7 separate regions of the Mus musculus genome follow, and regions 1, 2, 4, 5, 6 and 7 are each linked to region 3. The links are chromatin contacts, called in public Hi-C, HiChIP or PLAC-seq and promoter capture Hi-C maps. All regions are on one chromosome and are shown on one strand. Each heading gives the region's core, a stretch centred on a gene start, on an enhancer-like site or on the middle of the called end of the contact. The rest is flanking DNA. Distances are from core to core; before and after follow the strand shown.

Region 1 (2,944 bases), core at 46-2,545, 520 kb before region 3:
TTGTGCTTTAAAATAGTCTTAAGCGGGAACAGTCAGGCAAAGCCTCGGTCTGATTGGTTCAGCACCCTGGAAATTAATGTTATAGGTCAGGACATTCATCACAAAGTGAGTTTGCCCTGGCAGAGAACTGCGCGTGTCCTCCGCCCCCTTCAGGTCTTTAATTGATTGTTTTACAAGCTCACCTCAGTCTAATTGCTTTTAACCTTTTCCCCCTTCCCCCTCATAAACCTATAGATTAGTCTCAGCCAAGGAAATGCTGCCAATCGCTGTAAGTTAGTTATCCTCATCAGAAGCATCCGAGCGTGGGTACCAGAAGATGCAATGTCAAAAGCACCATTGTTAAAAGAATAATGTATCACGTTCATCTTGCTGAGAGAGGGGTTACATATTGGAGACCTATGTAAATAGAACCCATCTCTAAAATATTTTATCCATTCTATAAACATTTTTATTTATTCTTTCTTAGCCCTACAAATAAAAAGTACTTCGATTCTATCCCCTGCCGTCCTCTTTTCCTTTTCTCCCCCACCTCCCGCCCCTCCCCGCATTGCATTTTATTAAGTCACCTGTATGAACTTGGGTGGTAGATTATTTGCTTGAGCGAGAGCTTTCCCAGTGAGGACTGTGACTCCTCCCTGGCTAGCAACTATTAAGTGCCTATGATCTCCAGGAAGGTCAGAGGGCACGTGCCCTCCGTAGATTTCAGTGTTTGGAAGACGTTTGTTCAGATCCTTTGAACTGAATCTGCCTTGAGACCTTGCATTTTGGTGATGGATTCTGTAAGATAGAGTTGCCTCTCTGGAAAATCACTCTTGAATCCAGATTTCATTTCGTTCTTTTTTATCATCATCCCCACGGCCTAAGGATGTAGGAAGATCAGAGTCACCGCTGACCTCGAGTCAGTCACGGTCTGGAGAAAGGTTTACCTTGAGATCTGTGGAGCAGGGACAGGACCTGATGGCTTCTTAGAAAGAACCGCAGCTCCTCAGAAAGGTAGCGAAACCCAAAATCTAGCGAACGAGGGAAGCGTTCCGTTAAGTATTATCAAGAGATACTTTCCAACCTCAGGGAGCGCTCACGGAGTCTGCTGATTGACTCTGGTCCTGCGAACTCAGAAACCATCCAACCCCGGACCCAGGAAATTTGACCAAGTTGCGTTATGGTTCTGACATGCTGCAGTGAAATCCTTGGGACCTCCCAGGTGTGCCCTCCCCTCCCCCAGCTCTGCCTGCCCCTCACCCTTAGCGTTCTCATCTGGAAAAGCTCAGGGATTGTCAAAAGTATGCAGCATTCTTTCCAGCCAATGCCTGTGTGGGTTCCCAGTCTCCATTACTAAAATGGCTTACAAATCCTTCTGTCTTTGAGAAGTGTGGAATTTCCCACAAAGCAGGATTCCCCCCCCCCCCCCCCGGGCCTGAAAGTCATTCTCTTGGAACATCCTGGAAAAGGAGGCCCATGAGCAGACACAGGTGGTCTAATCATACTGACTTTGGCCAAGCCTCAGACCTGCCACTCCCTTCCCTCCCTTTGAACTCACCAAACGCCTGAGCCCAGATGTGATGGGGCAGAAGACTGAGCCAAGGTCAATCAGGCCCCGTCCTGCAGCAGTTGTTGAGGAGCTCAGTTTATGTTGGACACAAGCCAGACCTTTTTTTCACTGGTTTTCTTGCATGTGAATTTTACCTTTCCTTTTTTTCTTTTAAACAGCTTTTGAAAATGGTCTTAGGGAGGTGACGTGCACGAAACAAGCATGGTCTAACAACTTAAGATGGTGGAGGCAGGGGGATGAGAAAGGTTAGAGTTAGCCTCAGGTACATAGGGAATTTGAGGCCATCTTAGGATGCATAAATTCCTATTTCTAAAAGATAATGAACAAGCTAATAAAAAATTTAAGTAGTCTTGGATTGAAAATATATTCCAATGACAGAGCACTGGAAAGAGATATATTGTATTTATGTCTTTTGCATGTGCCCGTGTGTGTGTGTGTGTGTGTGTGTGTGTGTATGAGGGCCTTTTGGGGGTCAGGGGACACTGTGTGCAAATCTGGTTCTTTTCTTCTGTCACGTTCAATCTGTTCGTTCTGCGGACTGAACTCAGGCTGTCTGCAAGTGCCTTTACCCTCTGATGCATCTCAAGACTTCACGTAACATGTTTGCAGAAAAACAAGAAAACACAGACGCTAGAGGAGAAAGAAGATAGGGAAGGAGCAGGAGAGGAAGCTATGCCCATACCACCCGCACAGTTAGCCTGTCGCCTTCAGCGTCTCCTCCCAAGCTTAAACATTTACGGAAATAGGGCCATACCAGAAAGCAGGAGGGCTGGAGAGATGAAGGCTGCATGACGCCATTGCTTCCTCCCTCAGAGCATTGGGTCAGCAGGAATGTGAGTATCCTGAACATTAAATGAAGTGAAGTATTAATCAACGAGGGTTCGCATGCAGGAGACAACACTGAAGTCGACCATAAGAACTTTGTTTTAGACCAGTGGTTCTCACCTGTGAGTCTCCACCCCTTTGGGCGTTGAATGCCCTTTTACAGGGTAGCATCTCAGATATCCTGAATATCACATATTTACATTATGATTCACAACAGTATCAAAATTACAGTTGTGAAGTAGCAATGAAATAATGTTATGGTGGGGGGTCACTACAACATGAAGAACTGTATTAAAGGGCGGCGGCAGCCTTAGAAAGGTTGAGAACTATGACCACAAACACTTCTCAGGATAGGCTGAAAAAGGAAAGAAGCCACAATGAGTTCACACACAGGTACAAGAAGTGCTACTTGGTGGTCAGTTCTAACTCAAGCCATTTTAGACATAACAGTCCAGATGGACCTTTAACTTGATAGGTCCTAAATAAAGCTTTGTGGAATTTCTTAAGATTAACAAGCCTCATACAGAACATACAGAGCACAACAGGGGATATGGTCAGTATGACCTTGCT
Region 2 (2,873 bases), core at 338-2,837, 510 kb after region 3:
TTATGAAGGACCAAATGACTTTCTTCTGTCTCCCTTCCATTGCTGAGGCTCCGCCCCATGACTGCTGCTCAAAGCAAAGAAGAGAGTCTACCAAGAAGGAGCATCACACAATCTAAACACTATGACAAATACTCTTTCACTTTCATACTGAGGGCATTTGAAATCATTCTTAATAGCTTCAAAAAACCAAAGCTGTTGCAAAAAATAGATCTGCGCTATCTGGATTCCAAAGGGCTGTTGCGTAAGGGAAATGGGATGGAGAGGAGAAGGGATTCTGAGCATAATCTGTTCCTACATCCTGGCTGCATTTAGGACGATGACATTCTTAAAATTGCAAGCAGGGAAACCTACTCTGGTTACCTTGGTGATAAACTGCGGGTAAAAATTACACATAATTGCTGCTGATGTCACTACTGCCATTTTGTCTCCAAGACTACAGATTGTCTCCAAATAATTGTAATGCTCTGTGCACTGGAAGCCCACTATGGAGCAAAAAAAAAAAAAAAAAAAAAAGCTTAATACTGCAGTTATTCTCTCCAAATCTAGCTAATAAACCATTTGAGAACTCTCGGGGACTTGGAATAATTACAGAGATAAATGGGGATTGAAAATGCCTCTCTCTTAACCTATTCTAGATACAAACATAATTTGAAAACGCTAATATAGAGAAAAGTTAGCTTGTATTAGACATACCAGGAAATTTTCTTCTGGAATACATTTTACCTAGAATGCTGGCGTCTGGGGGAGGGGCAGCAGACTGTAGAATATTTGTGGATCCATTCTGCTTAGAAAGCAGCTGATCACTACAGCTAACTGTTGATGGTGGGACCCCCCCCCCCCCAAAGCTTTTAGTCTCTGGAAAATACTCCGGGGCAATATTTACTTTATTGAGTTTTAATTTTCAGTTTACATGAGAAGAAGAAATTTCTAGTCCCCCAACACAATTATATTTAAATTGCCAGCCCCAAAGAGGCTTCCTACAACAGCCATTCTTTTTTTTTTTTTTTTCTGTTTTTTTTTTCCATTTTTTATTAGGTATTTAACTCATTTACATTTCCAATGCTATACCAAAAGTCCCCCATATCCACCCACCCCCACTCCCCTGCCCACCCACTCCCCCTTTTTGGCCCTGGTGTTCCCCTGTACTGGGGCATATAAAGTTTGCAAATCCAATGGGCCTCTCTTTCCAGTGATGGCCGACTAGGCCATCTTTTGATATATATGCAGCTAGAGTCAAGAGCTCCGGGGTACTGGTTAGTTCATAATGTTGTTCCACCTATAGGGTTGCAGATCCCTTTAGCTCCTTGGCTACTTTCTCTAGCTCCTCCATTGGGAGCCCTATGATCCATCCATTAGCTGACTGTGAGCATCCACTTCTGTGTTTGCTAGGCCCCGGCATAGTCTCACAAGAGACAGCTACATCTGGGTCCTTTCAATAAAATCTTGCTAGTGTATGCAATGGTGTCAGCGTTTGGATGCTGATTATGGGGTGGATCCCTAAAGGATGGACCATGTAGAGACTGCCATATCCAGGGATCCACCCCATAATCAGCATACAACAGCCATTCTTAAAGGGCAGCTTTCCCTCTGACCTCCTTTCATTTGCAAAGGCAGCAAAGCGCCCGGTGTGATCTCCCGAGCCACTCCCCGCCATTTTACAGTTTGCAAACTTCAAGATTCTTGGAAAACCAGCAATTCGTGGCTTTTGATCCAGTGATTTTTAGTATGGCCTATGAGACGGCCACAGCTGTGGTTAGTGAAAGACACCAAGATGGTCCAGTTTCTTGGGAAAGCCTGCATTACACTCCGAGGACACGGAGCGATGAGTTAATGAATAGTCACAACCTCTAGACAAGAGCCTGAGTCCTTCAAACCTGGCTTGGAGGTGCAGCTGGAGCCCCGAAGTTCACATTCCACCTTTCTCACGCTCACTTGCTGAGGGGGGGAGGGGTGGGAGGAGGGGAAGGGAGAGGTGTCCTGGAAGCCCTAGTGCTGCAGCAATTTGACGACAGTCTCCCAACACTGACCTTGTCATTTTCCACTAAAGTAAAACAGAGCCAGCCAACTGACCAATTGGATCTGAATGATAACATTCATGATTGGGGCCCATTCACCAATAGTCCATACAAGAGCCCACACCTGGGGGAGGGGAGCTCACTAAATAATCCCTGCTCCTTTAGCCTGGAATATATTGAAACCAGAAGTGAGAATAATAATCTAAGTCAGAGAATAAACTGCAAAATAAAAAGTGTCCTTCAGCCCCACGGGGCCCTGATTCCTTTGCTGCTGGTGACATTTAGGTAGAATATCGAATCTCCCAATGGGAGTAGAGATCAAAGGATTATGTTTACAAGAACGGTAACTGGTTGTACTGGACAGGCTTTCTGTCTACCTGTGAGGACTGAATTTTCAGTGTTTCCACCTGCCTCTATGGCAGCCATCATTCCTGGCTCTAATAAAGATGTAAGGATTTACTTTTGTGCTTCCACTAATTGGTCAAAATGTGCTTGACCACAAATTTACAGCCTAGTTATAACACCTAACTGTATAATTTAGATGGCAGGATTCTTAAGCCCCAGGGTTTGACATATTATATTTCATGTTTTCTCGTTTACCAAACTCTACTTTGGGAGCTCTTGGACTGTCAGTAAGCATACAAATTTTGCAGAATTGCTCTTTAGGGCCTCATGACACCTGACTTAGTACATTTTGGGTTTTTTGAAGAAGTGGCCTATGAATAGCAGGTCCAGTCACGTTGCTGCAAAGTGCTCTAAATGACCCGTTTGTGTGCCACTTCAATGGGCCATGCTGGAATTAATTCACTTGTGATTTGACCCCATGTTGGTTTCCAGACAACCCATCATGGCTGTAAG
Region 3 (2,819 bases), core at 205-2,704:
CTGAAGTTCTGTTGACATGAAGATCCATCTAAGACCCTAAAGACTATTTTTTTTTCCTACTCATTAACACTAATGTGTCTTACTAGGTTTCCCTGGGTGTTTATTATAATAAAAATACTGCAGCTCCCTAAGGGTTCATGGCCACACTCAGAATCTGCAAGTAACAGGATAATACACCTCACATGAGTCAACTCAGAATCAGACCAGATGAAAAAGCATCGCCATTAATTTTCCTACGAACCCGGGATGAAGCAGTTCTTTCTCCTGTGTTTCCTATTAGTGTGGGATTTAGGAGTTTGGTTAGCTGAAGGAAATAGGAAAGTAATATGGCATATGAAGAAACACCCTGGAAAAACAAGGGCTTCAAAAGTCTCTTTTGAGTGGAATGGAGAGACAACCACAATCCCGACAACCAGGTGACCAATCACAGTCCTATCGTTCAGGTATCTGGGCTATTTTAAAACGTTATCTCATTCAGAACATGCGACCCAGGGCAGAAAATGAAGGTAAGCAAGCACACTCTCAGAGAAGATTGTCCCTAAATGGCGATGCAGACTGAGGCCACTCTGTTCACAGCCCATGTTAGCACTCACACAGGTGTCACCACATTCCTGGTTCCACGAGGAAAGGACCGTTCACAGGCGGATGTGTCTTTGACCCCTGGTGTCTGGCGCTGCGTTTCCTCATCAAGCCTGGCTATTTTGGAAACTCTCCTCCGCGGACCTAAACCTCAATCTCCCCGACTATTTCATCTTAGAAAGAAGAACGGAAGTTCCTCTCCTCCAGGAAATGTTGGAGAGATCTGGAAGGGTCAGGAGCGACCCGGAACGGAAAAGTCCTATCAAAAATCAACTAAATTTAAGTCTGTCAAATCTAGCCCGAGGCCGTTCGTGCTCCTTTCCCTGTCCAGGTGGCCCTTGCAAGCATCCAGGGGTAGCCGAGATGAACCGACACCGGTCGTGACATCTCCGCTTAGCCTGTGGCTCCGTCACCCTCCCCGAGAACACAGGTACGGGTTCCGGCTCCTTCTGGAGGCGGCGCCCCTTGCTCTTCCTAACTCTGAAGCTCAGGCCAGTGCGCGGCGAGGCCGTGCGGAGGGCCAGGAGCCAGGGTGGTGGGTCCCGGGCCACGTCGCCGGCAGCCGCGCCCAGGGTGCTCCGCGGACTCGGGCCTGGCCGCCCCGGCGTCCCCCCGGGCCTTACCCGCAAAACGTGGTAGCCCTCGGTGCCGCCGCCCGGGATCTCGACGCTCTGCGAGGAGCCCATGGCGGCGGGCGATCCGTACGACCCGGCCGGCTCAGCGCTGCTCCGCCTCGCGCACCGCCCGCTTGGCGACTCCGCGTAGCTCTTGGGACGTGGCACTTGCAGCAGCCCGAGCCGGGCCGCACAGCCCGCCGGGAGATCGTCGCCCGGCAGCCACGGCCGCTGCCACGCCGCAGACAGCGCCCCCTGACGGGAGCCGGAGGGAACGATCGGAAGAGCGCAGCGGGCGGAGGCAGGGAGCGCGAGAAAGCGGAAAGACAGCCCGGAACGCGACGGCTCGCTACGGGGCCCCGGAGCAGACAAGACTTATCTCGGCGCGTTTCTACCTTCGCAGAAGGGTATTTGGTCGCAGCGCCTCCTGGTGACCAGAGGCCAGAGAGGAAGGGAGCAGATGCCGAGCACGCCTGGCGCTTGCTTTGTTTTAGGTCTTGTTTAATAAGATTGTATACCTGAGGATAGTTCACAGTGCCTTTCTGGGGTTGGAATATCAGGTATTCTCAGCTCACGTTTATAAAGAGCAGTGTTCCCTGAAATAAAAGCGGTTACTGTTTTGTTGTTTTTCTTCTCGTCCTGATAGAACACTACGGAGCTACGCAGGAGCGAGGGGCAGGGGTTGGATTTCCTTGGAATTTTGCCTGTTGCCCCACTGCACCCCTCTCAGTGTTCCCTGCCCCGTCTCCTCCCCATGCTATAGTTTGACTTTCAGTAATGGTGTCCCATCCAGGTGTTGACTGTCTTTGGTGTTTTGCAGTGTGAGCTATTATTAAGGGTTCTGAAGTATTCTAGTCCCAAATGGTTTTTCATAGTTAACCCAACACGCCACCAGTTAGATAGTCTAGTTTAAAGGATAGGTAGAGGAGCAAATGAGTGGTGCTCTAAAGAGCCAGGGGAATACAGTACGGGGACCTTTCTTCCCGACAGCTGACCAGTTCGCCATATGGAATCAGAATCATATGAAATTAAGAAGACTGGACTGAAAGAGATACCCATAGACAAAACTAAGAAATACCAGGAAGAGCTTGCATTGGGATCTGGAGTGAAGCCCAGAGGTTTCATAGTCCCTAGCCTGTGGAGGTGGAGGAACCTTGAAGGGATGGACCTTGTAGAAGGAAGTTGGAGTCTGTCCTTAAAGTAGGGAGTAGAACCCTGCCGCTTACTTTCTCTCTTTGCCTCACAGCTGCCCCGAGATGAACAGCTTTGCCAAAATAATGGAGCCAACAGCTATGGACTGAAACTACAAGCCAAACAAATCTTTCTTTCTCCTTTAAGTCGTTTTTTTGTCATTGACAAAAAGCTAACAGAAGGCCAATCTGAAAAAATTCCTAGGGCTGAAGAGGAAGGAGGCTTACGGGTTAAAAGTGTTGGCTGCTCAGTCATGTCAATGGGAATTCAGATCCCAGCACCGACAATAGACTGTCTATAATGCTTATAGCTTCAGCTCGAAGGGATCTAGCACCCTCTTCCAGCCTCAGTGTAGACACACACACACACACACACACACACACACACACACACAGAGAGAGAGAGAGAGAGAGAGAGAGAGAGAGAGAGAGAGAG
Region 4 (2,806 bases), core at 253-2,752, 620 kb after region 3:
TTATTATTATTATTAATTAATTAATTTTAAGAAGCTTCCCGACTACGTGGCATGAAGACGCCCTCCCTCATCTTCTTTCTTCTGGGGATGACTGTAGCCAGCATAATGTCATAAGGCCACCCAAAAGCAGATATTATAATAAGAATAAGGAGATCCACAGGTCTCTCCCTTCACTACCCTAACAGCGCTCTCACCATGACCATCTTAAAGATGTGACCCACCCTCCACAAGCCTGTTGTTCCTCGGCCTTGGTGGAACAGGAAGTGGGGAAGGTGGGGATGGGTGCTATATAGCCTATAGCAATCAGAAAGGAGACTTCCATCCTTTCCCTATGCTTGGGATATGTCATGGGACTCATTGCAGGCCAAACATTTTGTGCTACAGAGCAAAACTCTGCATTATCTCATCTGAGCACCCAGAGAAGCGCATGAGCGCCCAAGGTCTAAGCAACAGGAGTCGAGCTCAGCAGAGGTTTGACTGTGGCTCTCTTGAACACGGCCTCTCAGTATCACTCAGGGAGGATGATTGCAAACAGCCTTGAAGAACAGAAACTTGGAAATTTCTGAGTCTGACAGCAGCAGGGCTGAGCCATTACGGAACACACCAGCCCTTGGGAGGCAGAAGCAGAGGGTGGAAGGTTTGAGACCAGCCTGAACTATATAGTAAGTTCCTTGCTAGCCTGAGCCACATAGATCTGTCTCAACGAGATCTGATAGAAAAGGGACTGGGAGGTTAGTGTCAAGAAGAGCACTTGCCTAGCAGTCACAAGACCCTGGGTTCAATCCCCAGTGTTTCATTTTCCCCTATGCATGCGCGCCAACACACACACACACACACACACACACACACACACACACACACACACATGGGCGGTTAGGGGTAAAGAACAAACTGTTTACCCAGAAATCTAGTTAGATGGCAAATGATTTTACAGGCTTAGTACTCACATGGAATTGCATTAAAATTCCTAGCTGTTGCTTAATTTTTTTTTAAACAAGAACGCATCAAATAAAAAGGGGGGGGGCTAAATACACAGGGAGTCATTTTCAATCACATTTAAATCAAATATACTGAACCTCACTAATTTTAACTCTTAATTTTAATAGTTGACATGATTTTGGTCTGCGTGTGTGTGTGTGTGTGTGTGTGTGTGTGTGTGTGTGAAATTTCTTTAGGATAAAAACAAATAAAGCAAAAGCAGAAAGGCTCCCCTGTGCCCTGCACATCTGATGGCTTCAGCCTGGTTCTCCCGAGTGCAGGAAGGAAGAGTTAGCCATTCTTTCTTACCCGGTTTTGTCTCCTGTGTGCTCACCGCTCACCTCCGAGGCTGCTGCAGGGGACAAACAAAAGCAGCATCAGGACAGACACCTGACACCGGAGCCCTTGACTGGTGTCAACCCACTGGGGTCTCCCGGGACACCAGGGTCTGGCATTCGTTTTCATTCCATTCCTGGCCAGAGCAGGAAGTGCCTTACCTGCCATTGTTCAAGCGGCCCAGAGATGGGACTAAACCCAGGGCAGGGAAGCCCTGCTCCCAAGCACGAGGATGAAAAGAGATGAATAATGAATAAGTCGCCAGAACTTGAGGCCGCTGGGAAGCAGGAGGCCTGGTAAAGAGGGAGAGAATGTTAGCGGGTCCTTCCTAAGGGAGCTCAGAGGGAGGAGGCCCAGGCTCTGTGCTGAAGCTGAGGCGCTACAACAAGCACCAACTCTGGATGGGAACCAGGCGTTAGAGTCCCAAAGATCCCAAGGGGCCACTTGTACCTGCTTGACCTGCTATGGATGTTGGGGCATCCATCAATGCCCCTCCCTGTGCTATTGGCTCAGTTCCTGGGAAAGCTTATTTTCAAAAGCATTTACTGTTGTAAGTGCAATTGCTCAACAAACCCTGTGGGTTTGCCCACATATCCTTCACGCAATGGGTATCTATGAAGCCCCTCTCTGTGCTGTCACTGGAACTGAGAAGAAGGGGGTGGGGGAGGCCTGAAATGTCTCCAGACAGAGAGTCCTAGTCATAAGCTAAGCACCTATGTTGGTGGCCTGCTCGTGGCTTAGCAGCCCAGGTTTCTCTTGAGAATACAAACTCACCTCCAGGAATTCATATCCAACATTCATCATTTATGTCCAAAGCCAGAATCCAAGCCAGCTATCTTCATGGCCCTGTCTGTCGTGACTAAGGGCATCCCTGGGTTTCGTTCAGCTTGGGTCTTTCTTGAAATCATATTTCTGAGTTAAGAGTCTATTTGGAAACAGAACTCAGGCAGTGATTCTAACAGAGATATTCATATTCCTTACTAAGCCCTGGGTGTCTGAACAACAAATGGGGAATTCTAAGGCATCCACTGCAAAAGACAGCCTCCGCCTAGCACTGGGTGAACCAAAGACTGGGGGGTTGTTTTACTTATCACAGGGTCCTGTTCTGTAACAAGGGCACTAGGTGCCCCATACTGGCCTTGAATTTGTGGTCAGTCCTCCTGGCTCAGTAATCCCAAGTACTGGGATTACTGGCACAATCCTCTAGACCTTGCTAATTTATTATTATTATTATTATCATCATCATCATTATTATTGTTATTATTATTATTTCTGATATTCTTAAGGTAGGTACCACAGAGCTTTACCTAACCTCTGAGAAGAGCTACAGCCAGCAAGTGCTAGCCCTTTAGGGACCCTTTGAGGCAGGTTCTAGAAGTATAGAGAAAGCTGGAACTTGCAGCCAGTAGTATGGCTGACATTATTTCATTAGCACACTTTGTTAACATATATTATGTTATGATATATGTTATATATTATGGAGCCTATTCAT
Region 5 (2,896 bases), core at 143-2,642, 670 kb after region 3:
TTACTTACACAGCAAGGAGTAATTGAACTCAAAACTAGAGCTATGTCATAATAAAATGCCAAATATAAATATATCTTCAAGTTCTGGGAATCACAAAGAATTAAAAATGAAGTAATTTAAAGTAAGCTTGAATTACAACTTATTTCATAAATACTTACTTGAATAACTTTTGACTGCAACTTCTTTCATAAATAGTTAATAGTTTCAGAAATATTTTCTCTGAAAGGTAGTTACTGACATATTTCATAGGACTTAAATATTTAAATAAAATACTGAAACAAGCTGCATGTTAGAGGAAAATAAAAGCCTTGCCATTATGTTCTGCTCAGTATGATAAAACCCTTTTTCCTTCATTCAGATTTTAATTTTGAGTCACTTTGGCCTTCATTTGTTTTCTTCGCAACAGCTAAGTGAGACTTCAGGAGGCCTGCAAGCTCACTGAAACTCTGCACATGCTTGATTATTCTAAGCAGATAGTCACTGTCTCACGGTCTGAGTTTATTACTAGGGTTCAGAGAGGGATGGGGAAGGCAGCGTGACTTCCTGTTCCTCTGCCCACACCTTTACCATCTGATCCCTGTCCTTGCTTCTCTATAAAAGAGAAGAACACTGAGTCCATCTTACTGTTACCATAGCCTTCTTTCATAAGTTACTTATAGTTTAAGGCAAAACACAAGGACCTAAATTGCAGCTAAATTTACCTTAATGAAATTGTTTAATTTATCATATTACAGGAAAATTCCATGTATTGATCATTCCCATCCAATCAGGATCTCAGGACCTCCTAGTAATGCCAACTCTAGTGAAACTGAAGGCATGATATACAAGTGAGATGTGTGTGTGTGTGTGTGAGAGAGAGAGACAGAGACAGAGAGAGACAGAGAGGAGTATGTGTGTAAATACAACAGCTTATCTGCATTCAATATTTCTATATAATAATTACATATTGTACAGAAACTATGCATGATCCTAGATCCTTAGTAAAGTTAAATTAAATTTCGTTTTATAAGCATAGTTATAAGTATGTAGTAATCAGTAACTCCCCAGAAACAAAATAATAATTATATACCTCACCATCTAAAAATCAAACAAACAAAGCATTCTGGATAACAACAGCCTAGGACCACAGAGTAGGCCGTCGTTCTCTAATGCACAGACACTTCTAGACCAATCTGGGTCCAGCATTTATGTTTACAGTCTGAAGAGTGAGGTAGCTTCCTTATCTTGAGCGCTAACTTGCTTGCTGAAATTCTTCTAAGTCTGGATTCATTTCCTGGGTTTTAAAGGTTACATAAACTCTTTCACTTACTGTTTTATTACACTGCTATGGGAGTGGGGCAAAGAGATTAAAAACAGAACACAACCTAAAAGAGGTGAACACAAGACAGGAAGAAAGATGACTAACTGAAAAACCAAAACCACTGAATCTTGACTCAAACGATCTCTCAAGTCCAGCCTGTAGTTCTGCTAGTAAGTTGCTGGATGACTTCAAGTCCCATCATCTCTCTAGATCTTACCAACCACAATATTATATAAACAAAATAAGAAGTATGTTTGCAAGGATATAAGAGGCTCTAGAGTTTCGGCTTTAGCAGGATGTGTTTGTTTGTGTCTAGTTGTATATACCTACATCTTATCTTCCTTGTTTCCTTCTTTTACGGCTCTCCATTTTCACATATTCTCCAAAAGTTCTGCCTAGATGTGTGCATTGATGATGATCCAGCTACTCAGAAATTAAGCTAATGCTCCCTAACTCAAAAGAGGAGAACAGGTGCTGCTTCCCTGAGCCTGCCAGCCAGAGCAGAGAGGTCAGAGCACCTGGCTTCCCTGCCAGCCAGAGCAGAGGCCAGAGCACCTGGCTTCCCTGCCAGCCAGAGCAGAGAGGTCAGAGCACCTGGCTTCCCTGCCAGCCAGAGCAGAGAGGCCAGAGCACCTGGCTTCCCTGCCAGCCAGAGCAGAGAGGCCAGAGCACCTGGCTTCCCTGCCAGCCAGAGCAGAGAGGCCAGAGCACCTGGCTTCCCTGCCAGCCAGAGCAGAGAGGCCAGAGCATCTGGCTTCCCTGCCAGCCAGAGCAGAGGTCAGAGCACCTGGCTTCTTGCTTTCTCTTCCTTCGCTGGCATTTCTTAACATACTAGGAGAGCTCTCACTTGGTTCAAAGAAATAAGTTCCTCTCTTGCAGCCTTCATTTTTGTAATGAAGGCATGTAACACTATGTTTTAGTTCTCAGCATAAGCACTTGCCAAGACTTCATCATACGTAAAATGCCATATTTTAAGGGACTTATCAGCCCCAAGTGTTAATAATATACTTTCCCCCTTATGTTCCATGATGTTCAACAACAGCCGAATTGTTCAGCAAGTAATTTAAAAATAACTTCAGGAAGTAACTTCCTGGGAGGCTGTAAAACTAGATATACTTTTAACAAATATTAAAGATACATATCCTTTCTTTACACAAAAACAGATGGTAACATAAAACAAAGATTCACTAAACAATAAAAAAAACTAATACTAAGGAAATACTAATATATATTACACATACCTACCTAGCAACAGAGTACATAAAGAGAAACTCGTTGTCTGGTGAGCCTGGGGTCTTGCTATAGTCTCTGTATTTCTTCTGAGTGGTATTTTTTATATCTTTCATTACAGATTCCATTTCTTTACTTAAGTTGGTTTCTGACTATAAAAAAAGTGAACATACATATAAAACTCACATTACTTTTCTTTAGTAGTAGCTTAAAACTGAAATATTTATTATATAAACACACTAGAAAATTAACATTAAATCAAAGTAGATGTAACATAAACAACTTTGCACAATTTAGTGTATAAAGAAAAATTAATCAAGACTGAATCTATCTTACTCAAGTTCTGGATGGCAACTGGTAATATCC
Region 6 (3,017 bases), core at 119-2,618, 560 kb after region 3:
AAACTGTTCAGGATACCTCAAAGGGAAGCTGTCCTGTGTTGTTGATAAGCCTACTAGCAAGGTTTTAAAAGGGCAGCCTGTGGGGTACAGAAAAAGACTGTGGTAACTTAGATATGAAAGGTATATACTTACAAGAGTCAATGTGCAGTGAAATGGGCTGAGCCTTTTAAAAATAAAACAAAAAAAATAATATTCAACTGTGTCAAATAACCCTTAGAGTTGTCAAAGGCACCTGAGTCTCCTGCCCAAGCCCTGAGGGTTAGCACGAAAGCCTGCCCTTCCCACACGTTCTGCCAGCCATCAGTTTCAAATACTGAGGTGTCTCTCCAGCCCACGGTTCCTCCCTATCCCTTCAGGAAACAAAGCAGCCGGATGCACCTAGAATTTAATGAGCATTTTGCTGCAAACTAAGAAAAACAGAAAAATGTCATTTGCCTTCCCTGTCTCATTTTCAAAACCTCACTGAATATTGACTCAATCACAGCGTGTGCGTTTGTCAGGACAGTCATAACTTCAAGCAATAAAATGTTCCTCGCTCAGTAAGCCATCCACTTTCCTCTGAGTTCTTACAAAATGGTCCAGGCAACACGGTCGCCAGACCTCTGTTCTAAGCCTCAGCTCCAACTGTCAAGTCTCTCCTATACCACGGTGTTGATTTGACTCCGTGAGATAGCAGAATTAAGGGGAATTTCTCTGCAGTGCCTTGTGATCAGTCTTCCAAGGCTGTAAGGTTCTTCAAGAGCATAAAGATGTCATAGCATCGTGTCTGCCTCTTGGTAGCCCAAAACAGCTCAGTTTTCCACGTAAGTTGAGACAGATAATCTTGATTTTACTGAACACCAAGTTGTGTTTCTGACTTAGAACTACACAAATGAAAGCCATGCCCCTTGGGACCCAGGAGCATTTCCAGAAGGGAGATAGATGCTCAGTGGCTGAGACGTGTTTGGACTGGAGGCTCCCAGCTCCATTGTCAGTGTGGTGACTGGTGGGAAGGATTACTCCAGCCAGCCGTTTCTTAATTCTCTTGTGCTGAACACAGCTAGCATGAGCCTATAGATGCTGCTCTGCCTTTCAAAAGCTCTTCCCTTGTCCTGTCAGACATTTGCTGTCTTCCTTCATTGCATTCTAGACTCTCCAGCGCTGTTACAGCATTTAGCACTTAGGACATACGCCATCCCACCAACCCCCCGCCCCCCACTAGAACCTCAATTGTATAAACTCAACTCATGCCGCAGTGTCAGTGTGTAAAAGTGGCTTGCTACTTAACACTTCCGGTGGTGTTTGGGACTAGACTGGACTTCTAGGGCCTGAATAAAAGCAAGAGCTAACTAGAATGTAGGCACTCTCAGCCTTCACTCTCGCTCCCCCTCCCTTCCTTTCTTCTTCCTCTCTTGCTTTGGCTCTGAACTTGTACTTTGATCTCTAGACAGGGCAGAGGAAGAGATCATTTTTAAAGCCAATTATTTAACTTAATTTAAAAGCAAAGGTTTTTTTTTTTTTACTTTGATTTTTTTTTCTTTGCAGCCTTTTTCATGGTACTCTAAATGGTTTTTCAAAAGTTGAGCATTTGGTTCATGCTGAAATGATTAGTCTCTACCTATCAAGGTTTTTGTCCTAAAAGGAGAAAAAGAAAGTGTGCCTTAGTGGCATTAGATGCCATTTCCAAGTGCTGTGCTGCTCTCAAAGATCTAATTCCTTATCATGTCTTATTTGGGTAAGAGACAATGGGACTTACAGATTTTTTTTTAATTTAATACTGACTTAAAACAAATGCACCCTGCCCCACACATCATGGAGTATTCTCGCTCCATGCCTTCCTGATGTATAGGTGTCTACCATGAAGGGAGTTTTGTTTGCTTTTGACTAACAAATTGGTAATGAATTTCAGAGCTGACATTTTTATTTGCTTTTGTTTTCAGAGCTGTGGTGATTTGAGGAGCTTATTAATAACCTTTTTCTATCCTCTAAAATTGCTCCATGAAATAGCTCCTCTCTGGTCCTTTCATCACATCCAGCAGGCCAAGAGCGGAGGCAACATAAATGATCTCAACGCAAAGGGCAGGGAGAACAACACTACATACACCATAATTATAGTGACTGGGAGTCTCAAAAGGCAGACCTTTAAAAGCCACAGATGGAGAGAACTGTGGGGGTACACCATGGCCTGCTGTCATCTGTCCTGTGAGTAGGCTGGGGTGGTGCCATCCTGCTTAGTGTCCCCAAAGATCGTGTGCTAACAGGCTGACCACCAGCACATGGTGCTATTGGGAGGCAGTGACCCTTTTAGTGTGTAAGGCCCGGTGGGAGGAAGTCAAGTCATCAGTGGGGGGGGGGGGGGTTGGATGCTGGTCTCTTTTTTTGCTCCCCATTTTGCTTCCAAGCCACCATGAGGTGGACCACTTCCTCTTTGGTCTGTGCCCATAATGATGTACACTACCTCTTCACTTGCACCCCGAAGCCAACTGATCAGAGGATTGAAAACCACGAGCCAAAGAGGCATTTCCTTTTTAAAATTGGTTTACCTCGAGCATTTTGTTATAGTAACAGAAAGCTGACTGGCACACATAGTCCAAGTGTGCCATGGTCACGGGAGCATGCTGCTCTCCTCCCTGGCCCTCTGACCATCCGTGGAATGCCAAGAGACTGAAGCTAAAGAGAGCTGAGCACTTCTACCACTGTTAGAAGTCTATCCTTGTGTTTCTGGGAGACTTGTGGAGGCACTGGTCACATCCAGCTACCCAGCAGCTTGCTATAAACAACCCATGCTGGGACATAGAAGGTGGCATTCCATGCTACCAGCTTTGGCAAAACCACCATCAAAATGGTAAATGTCAGCATGTTACATACTGAAGGATAAGTCACCCAGTGTCTCTGAGTGGCCTTGTTACCTGTCCCCTGGCCAATGGGAAATAGCAAGGGGGTACTTGGCTAAAAAGCATCAGCACGAGGCTCCAGTAACAGCCTGACTCCTTGTTATTCACAGCTCCCCTGGCTGTCTGGAGCGCACCTGAGGTGCT
Region 7 (2,875 bases), core at 230-2,729, 630 kb before region 3:
ATGACCTGAGAAGTTTTAATTCAGAGAAGATGTCCCTGGGGTCAGAGGAGCAATTGCTCCAGGCTTCTCTGTCATGATGCGTGTCAGCTGGACCCTTGCCTTGTGTGGGGGGAAGGCCAGGCTTGTGTGTTTGCTTGTACATCATGGGTGGGTGTGCTTTCTCATGGAGGAGACTTATTTGGCTCAATTTATTTTTTATGAATGATAAATGATAGACAGAAGTAAAGCCCTTGCTTACATGTGTCTACAAAAGTCTACTCCTCTCTCATATTGTAACTAGATGCTGTGATTGTTTCACTTTTGTGTAAACGAGAAATATATTGGTGGTTTTAGTTTCCATTTGGCTAGGAAGCTTCCTAACTCATGCTGACCACAGCATATGCATACCTGTGATCTCCTGAAAGCTGAGCATCTTTTGTCGTGGAGAGGATTGTAATGCGTGCCTGTGACTCCCAGACCAGGGTGGCTAACCTAGGAGAATCAGAATTTCAGGGTCATCTTTGGCTACATCTGGGTTTGAGGCTAGCCCGGGCTAAATGAGGCCTTATCTGGGAAAAGAAAAAGAAACAAGAAGGTTGTACATTTTGTTTTCCAAACAGCTAATTATTTCTGTGCTGTGTAGAGGATTTTGGTCATAAACTGGCCTGTTCTCTTATCTGACCTGTGACCTAAGTGGTTAAGCAAGAATCAGAAACTGGATTCCTTTGCTCTTTCTAGGTGTGGATTCTTGTTTATAGGTGAAGTCTAAGATGTCCTGAGGGTTTGGCTAACACTGAATTTATCCCTTAATCATGTTTTACTTATGGATGATTAATGGCCGATTTTTGATTGGCTGATAGTAGGAGAAATAGCGATGTTGAACTCTGGGCAAAGAGGAAAGAAAATGTGGCAGTGGCATTTTTATCTTTTCTTTTTTTTCTGACAGTCTTACTCTGTAGCCCAGGCTGGCCTTAACCTCATGATGCTACTTCTTTAGCCTCCTGGAGACCAGGATTACAGGCTTATACCACTTACAAAGCTCTTTTTTTTTTTTTTTTTTTTTCTGTTGATGAGCCGTCATACCACAGGGTAGATGATTGTTAAAGCCTAGCCTAGCACTTCTCTCAAAAGTCAGTTAACTAAACCAGAGAATAAAGTCTTAGATGAGTGGCCAGGCCTCTGTTTCTAGACCAGCAGGCACCGTGGGACAGAGGACAAACTCTTCCTTGAGTGAAGCCAATCAACAGTGTGGAAAGCAATTTCACTGGGCTTTGAAAATGAGTCCACGCCCCTATTGGTACTGATCAGACCGGATGTATAGTGTCCTTCAGGGCAGTTAGCTGAGTGCTGGGCTAGCATGGCTGAGCAAATCACATTGCTCTTCCCCAGCGCCCAGTGTTAAAGCTTACTAGGTTAGCCAGCAAGGAAGGCCCTAACTGAGCTGGAAGCTCTTCCCAGCAAAGGGATTAGTGAGCGCCCAGGCCAAGCTTCTTGTAGCTGGGAGGGAATGCTGTTGCCATGAGAACAGTGGAGATTCCAGATCTGCAGCCTGTGTTCTGCTGCTCTGCTTTCCTTGGCTTTTGTTTTGAGATAGGGCCTCAGCTTGCAGCCCTGGCTGGCCTGGAACTCTTTATATAGACCAGGCTGCCCTCTAGCTCCTAGAGATCCACCTGCCTCTCCCTTCTGGATGCAAGGATGGGAGGAGCCTCCATGCCTCGATGGTCTTTTTCTGTTTTTAATCGGTGTGTGTGTGTTATGTAAGGGCTCCGATCAAGACTCAACATACCGAAGCATGCAGTCATCACAAGCTGCCTTCTTGGCACTATGATCAGTTTACCTTAAGGTTTGGGTTTTTTTGATATACATTTGATATGTATGTGATCTGATGTGTGTGTGTGTGTGTGTGTGTGAGAGAGAGAGAGAGAGCGCAGCCACAGAGATGACAGTTTGCCAGTTCTCACCTTCCACCATGTGGGTCTCAGGGCTTACAGTCAGGTCACCAGGCCTGCCTGCAGCTTCGTTACCCACTGAGCCTTCTTGCAGGCACACCACAGTCAGTTTTCAAACTTGTGTGGTAAGGCTGCGTGTGGTAGCTTCTACCAATCCCAGGTCTCTGGAGGCAGAGACAGGAGGATCACTTCCAGTTCAAGGCCAGTCAGGGTTACAGTGTGAGACCCTGCCTCACAAAACAAAAAAGCTACATGCAAACAACAACAACAAAACCCAAACCAACCAAAACAACATAAAAAAAAAAAACCCTATGTTCTTTATCGATAAAAAGTAATATACGGGGAACATCCACATGTCTACCATCCAGCCTAATTAACATGCTGCTTCAAGCAATAGAGACTTTCGGTCCTCAACTGTACATTTTGTAGAGATTATCTCATTAATCCTAAAGAGTGACCGCATTGTGATCTCATCTGCAACAACTGGCAAAGACAAGATCCAAGGCGCCTCTCCATATCCACCCTCCCCCTGCGGGAACACGCGCCTGTTCTTTATTTCATCTGTTGACTTTCCTCTCAGCATTTGTCCTCTGGATTTTTCAGGCAAATGTCGTGGTTGATTTTGAGGATCAAACTCAGGACCTCGTGCCTACAGGGTGTGTGCCCTACCAGAGCTGTGCCCCTGGCCCTAAAAGGATAGTAGCTTTACTGATCCCAAAGTCACCCTCTAATGCTATATTGTATGTGTTCGATTCTGTAGCTCTTAGTATATCCACAGAGTACAGACCACCAGCATCAGAATCAGTGTTAGCAAATCTCATCACTGTGCACACCAGCACCAACACACACACACACACACACACACACACACACGCACTCACTCACGCATACACACACAGATACTTGTTAGCTATCACCTTCTGTCTTCCCACCTCACCCCTATACCC

The links. Promoter capture Hi-C pulls out the DNA fragments that hold promoters and counts their contacts. Hi-C and Micro-C count contacts between places; a contact is called where the count stands out from the background. HiChIP or PLAC-seq counts read pairs in DNA pulled down with a chosen protein or histone mark.
Region 1: an H3K27ac HiChIP or PLAC-seq map of embryonic stem cells shows a contact between it and region 3, with 6 times the contacts expected there. The contact joins the enhancer-like site here to the promoter of Gorasp2 in region 3. A contact is called at or near these places in 5 of 39 promoter capture datasets (the HPC-7 cell line, hematopoietic stem and progenitor cells, liver and 2 more), 4 of 115 datasets of contacts at active chromatin or transcription factors (embryonic stem cells, large pre-B cells and stem cell-derived neural progenitor cells) and 2 of 9 other capture datasets (adipose tissue and liver).
Region 2: a contact with region 3 is called in an H3K27ac HiChIP or PLAC-seq map of embryonic stem cells, with 7 times the contacts expected there. The contact joins the enhancer-like site here to the promoter of Gorasp2 in region 3. A contact is called at or near these places in 5 of 39 promoter capture datasets (the 3T3-L1 cell line, 3T3-L1-derived adipocytes, embryonic stem cells and 2 more), 1 of 15 datasets of contacts at CTCF or cohesin (embryonic stem cells), 11 of 115 datasets of contacts at active chromatin or transcription factors (the 230-238 cell line, astrocytes, bone marrow-derived macrophages and 5 more) and 1 of 9 other capture datasets (embryonic stem cells).
Region 4: a contact with region 3 is called in a promoter capture Hi-C map of embryonic stem cells, with 4 times the contacts expected there. The contact joins the promoter of Myo3b here to the promoter of Gorasp2 in region 3. A contact is called at or near these places in 14 of 39 promoter capture datasets (the 3T3-L1 cell line, 3T3-L1-derived adipocytes, the C10 cell line and 7 more), 1 of 484 Hi-C or Micro-C datasets (cortical neurons) and 9 of 115 datasets of contacts at active chromatin or transcription factors (acute myeloid leukemia, astrocytes, embryonic forebrain and 4 more).
Region 5: a contact with region 3 is called in a promoter capture Hi-C map of the HPC-7 cell line, with 3 times the contacts expected there. The contact joins the enhancer-like site here to the promoter of Gorasp2 in region 3. A contact is called at or near these places in 8 of 39 promoter capture datasets (the 3T3-L1 cell line, the C10 cell line, the HPC-7 cell line and 3 more) and 9 of 115 datasets of contacts at active chromatin or transcription factors (astrocytes, bone marrow-derived macrophages, differentiating embryonic stem cells and 5 more).
Region 6: a contact with region 3 is called in a Hi-C map of regulatory T cells, with 4 times the contacts expected there. The contact joins the enhancer-like site here to the promoter of Gorasp2 in region 3. A contact is called at or near these places in 2 of 39 promoter capture datasets (cranial neural crest and pre-B cells), 1 of 484 Hi-C or Micro-C datasets (regulatory T cells) and 11 of 115 datasets of contacts at active chromatin or transcription factors (T-cell acute lymphoblastic leukemia, bone marrow-derived macrophages, effector CD8 T cells and 5 more).
Region 7: an H3K4me3 HiChIP or PLAC-seq map of stem cell-derived neural progenitor cells shows a contact between it and region 3, with 21 read pairs. The contact joins the enhancer-like site here to the promoter of Gorasp2 in region 3. A contact is called at or near these places in 7 of 39 promoter capture datasets (the C10 cell line, embryonic stem cells, hippocampal neurons and 3 more), 3 of 115 datasets of contacts at active chromatin or transcription factors (bone marrow-derived macrophages, large pre-B cells and stem cell-derived neural progenitor cells) and 1 of 9 other capture datasets (pancreatic islet).

The regions. Positions count from the first base shown.
Region 1 is chr2:71,179,347-71,182,290 of GRCm38.p6, reverse strand. No RefSeq gene overlaps it. Among named protein-coding and RNA genes, the nearest start is that of Gm39576, 26 kb to the right of the region's middle. Within about 2 kb of position 1,295, at least 9 of the 459 cell types and tissues checked have an H3K27ac peak or open chromatin away from gene starts, as enhancers often do. A contact at or near this core is called in embryonic stem cells, where this site is marked.
Region 2 is chr2:70,148,050-70,150,922 of GRCm38.p6, reverse strand. The region is part of intron 8 of Myo3b (myosin IIIB); the gene reads right to left. Among named protein-coding and RNA genes, the nearest start is that of Myo3b, 110 kb to the right of the region's middle. Within about 2 kb of position 1,587, at least 45 of the 459 cell types and tissues checked have an H3K27ac peak or open chromatin away from gene starts, as enhancers often do. A contact at or near this core is called in embryonic basal ganglia, embryonic stem cells, forebrain and 1 more, where this site is marked.
Region 3 is chr2:70,660,144-70,662,962 of GRCm38.p6, reverse strand. It overlaps Gorasp2 (golgi reassembly stacking protein 2), which reads right to left and starts at 1,454. Exons shown (of 10, transcript NM_027352.4): 1 at 1,203-1,454. The coding sequence starts at 1,265.
Region 4 is chr2:70,037,822-70,040,627 of GRCm38.p6, reverse strand. Myo3b (myosin IIIB) reads right to left here and starts at 1,502. Exons shown (of 35, transcript NM_177376.4): 1 at 1,476-1,502; 2 at 1,288-1,330. The coding sequence starts at 1,482.
Region 5 is chr2:69,993,462-69,996,357 of GRCm38.p6, reverse strand. It overlaps Ubr3 (ubiquitin protein ligase E3 component n-recognin 3), which reads right to left. Exons shown (of 39, transcript NM_177783.6): 29 at 2,546-2,682. Among named protein-coding and RNA genes, the nearest start is that of Myo3b, 44 kb to the left of the region's middle. Within about 2 kb of position 1,392, at least 40 of the 459 cell types and tissues checked have an H3K27ac peak or open chromatin away from gene starts, as enhancers often do. A contact at or near this core is called in the HPC-7 cell line, where this site is marked.
Region 6 is chr2:70,098,027-70,101,043 of GRCm38.p6, reverse strand. The region is part of intron 4 of Myo3b (myosin IIIB); the gene reads right to left. Among named protein-coding and RNA genes, the nearest start is that of Myo3b, 60 kb to the right of the region's middle. Within about 2 kb of position 1,368, at least 4 of the 459 cell types and tissues checked have an H3K27ac peak or open chromatin away from gene starts, as enhancers often do. A contact at or near this core is called in regulatory T cells, where this site is marked.
Region 7 is chr2:71,288,880-71,291,754 of GRCm38.p6, reverse strand. All of the region lies in intron 13 of Slc25a12 (solute carrier family 25 (mitochondrial carrier, Aralar), member 12), which reads left to right. Among named protein-coding and RNA genes, the nearest start is that of Slc25a12, 77 kb to the left of the region's middle. Within about 2 kb of position 1,479, at least 58 of the 459 cell types and tissues checked have an H3K27ac peak or open chromatin away from gene starts, as enhancers often do. A contact at or near this core is called in embryonic stem cells, hippocampal neurons, stem cell-derived epiblast-like cells and 1 more, where this site is marked.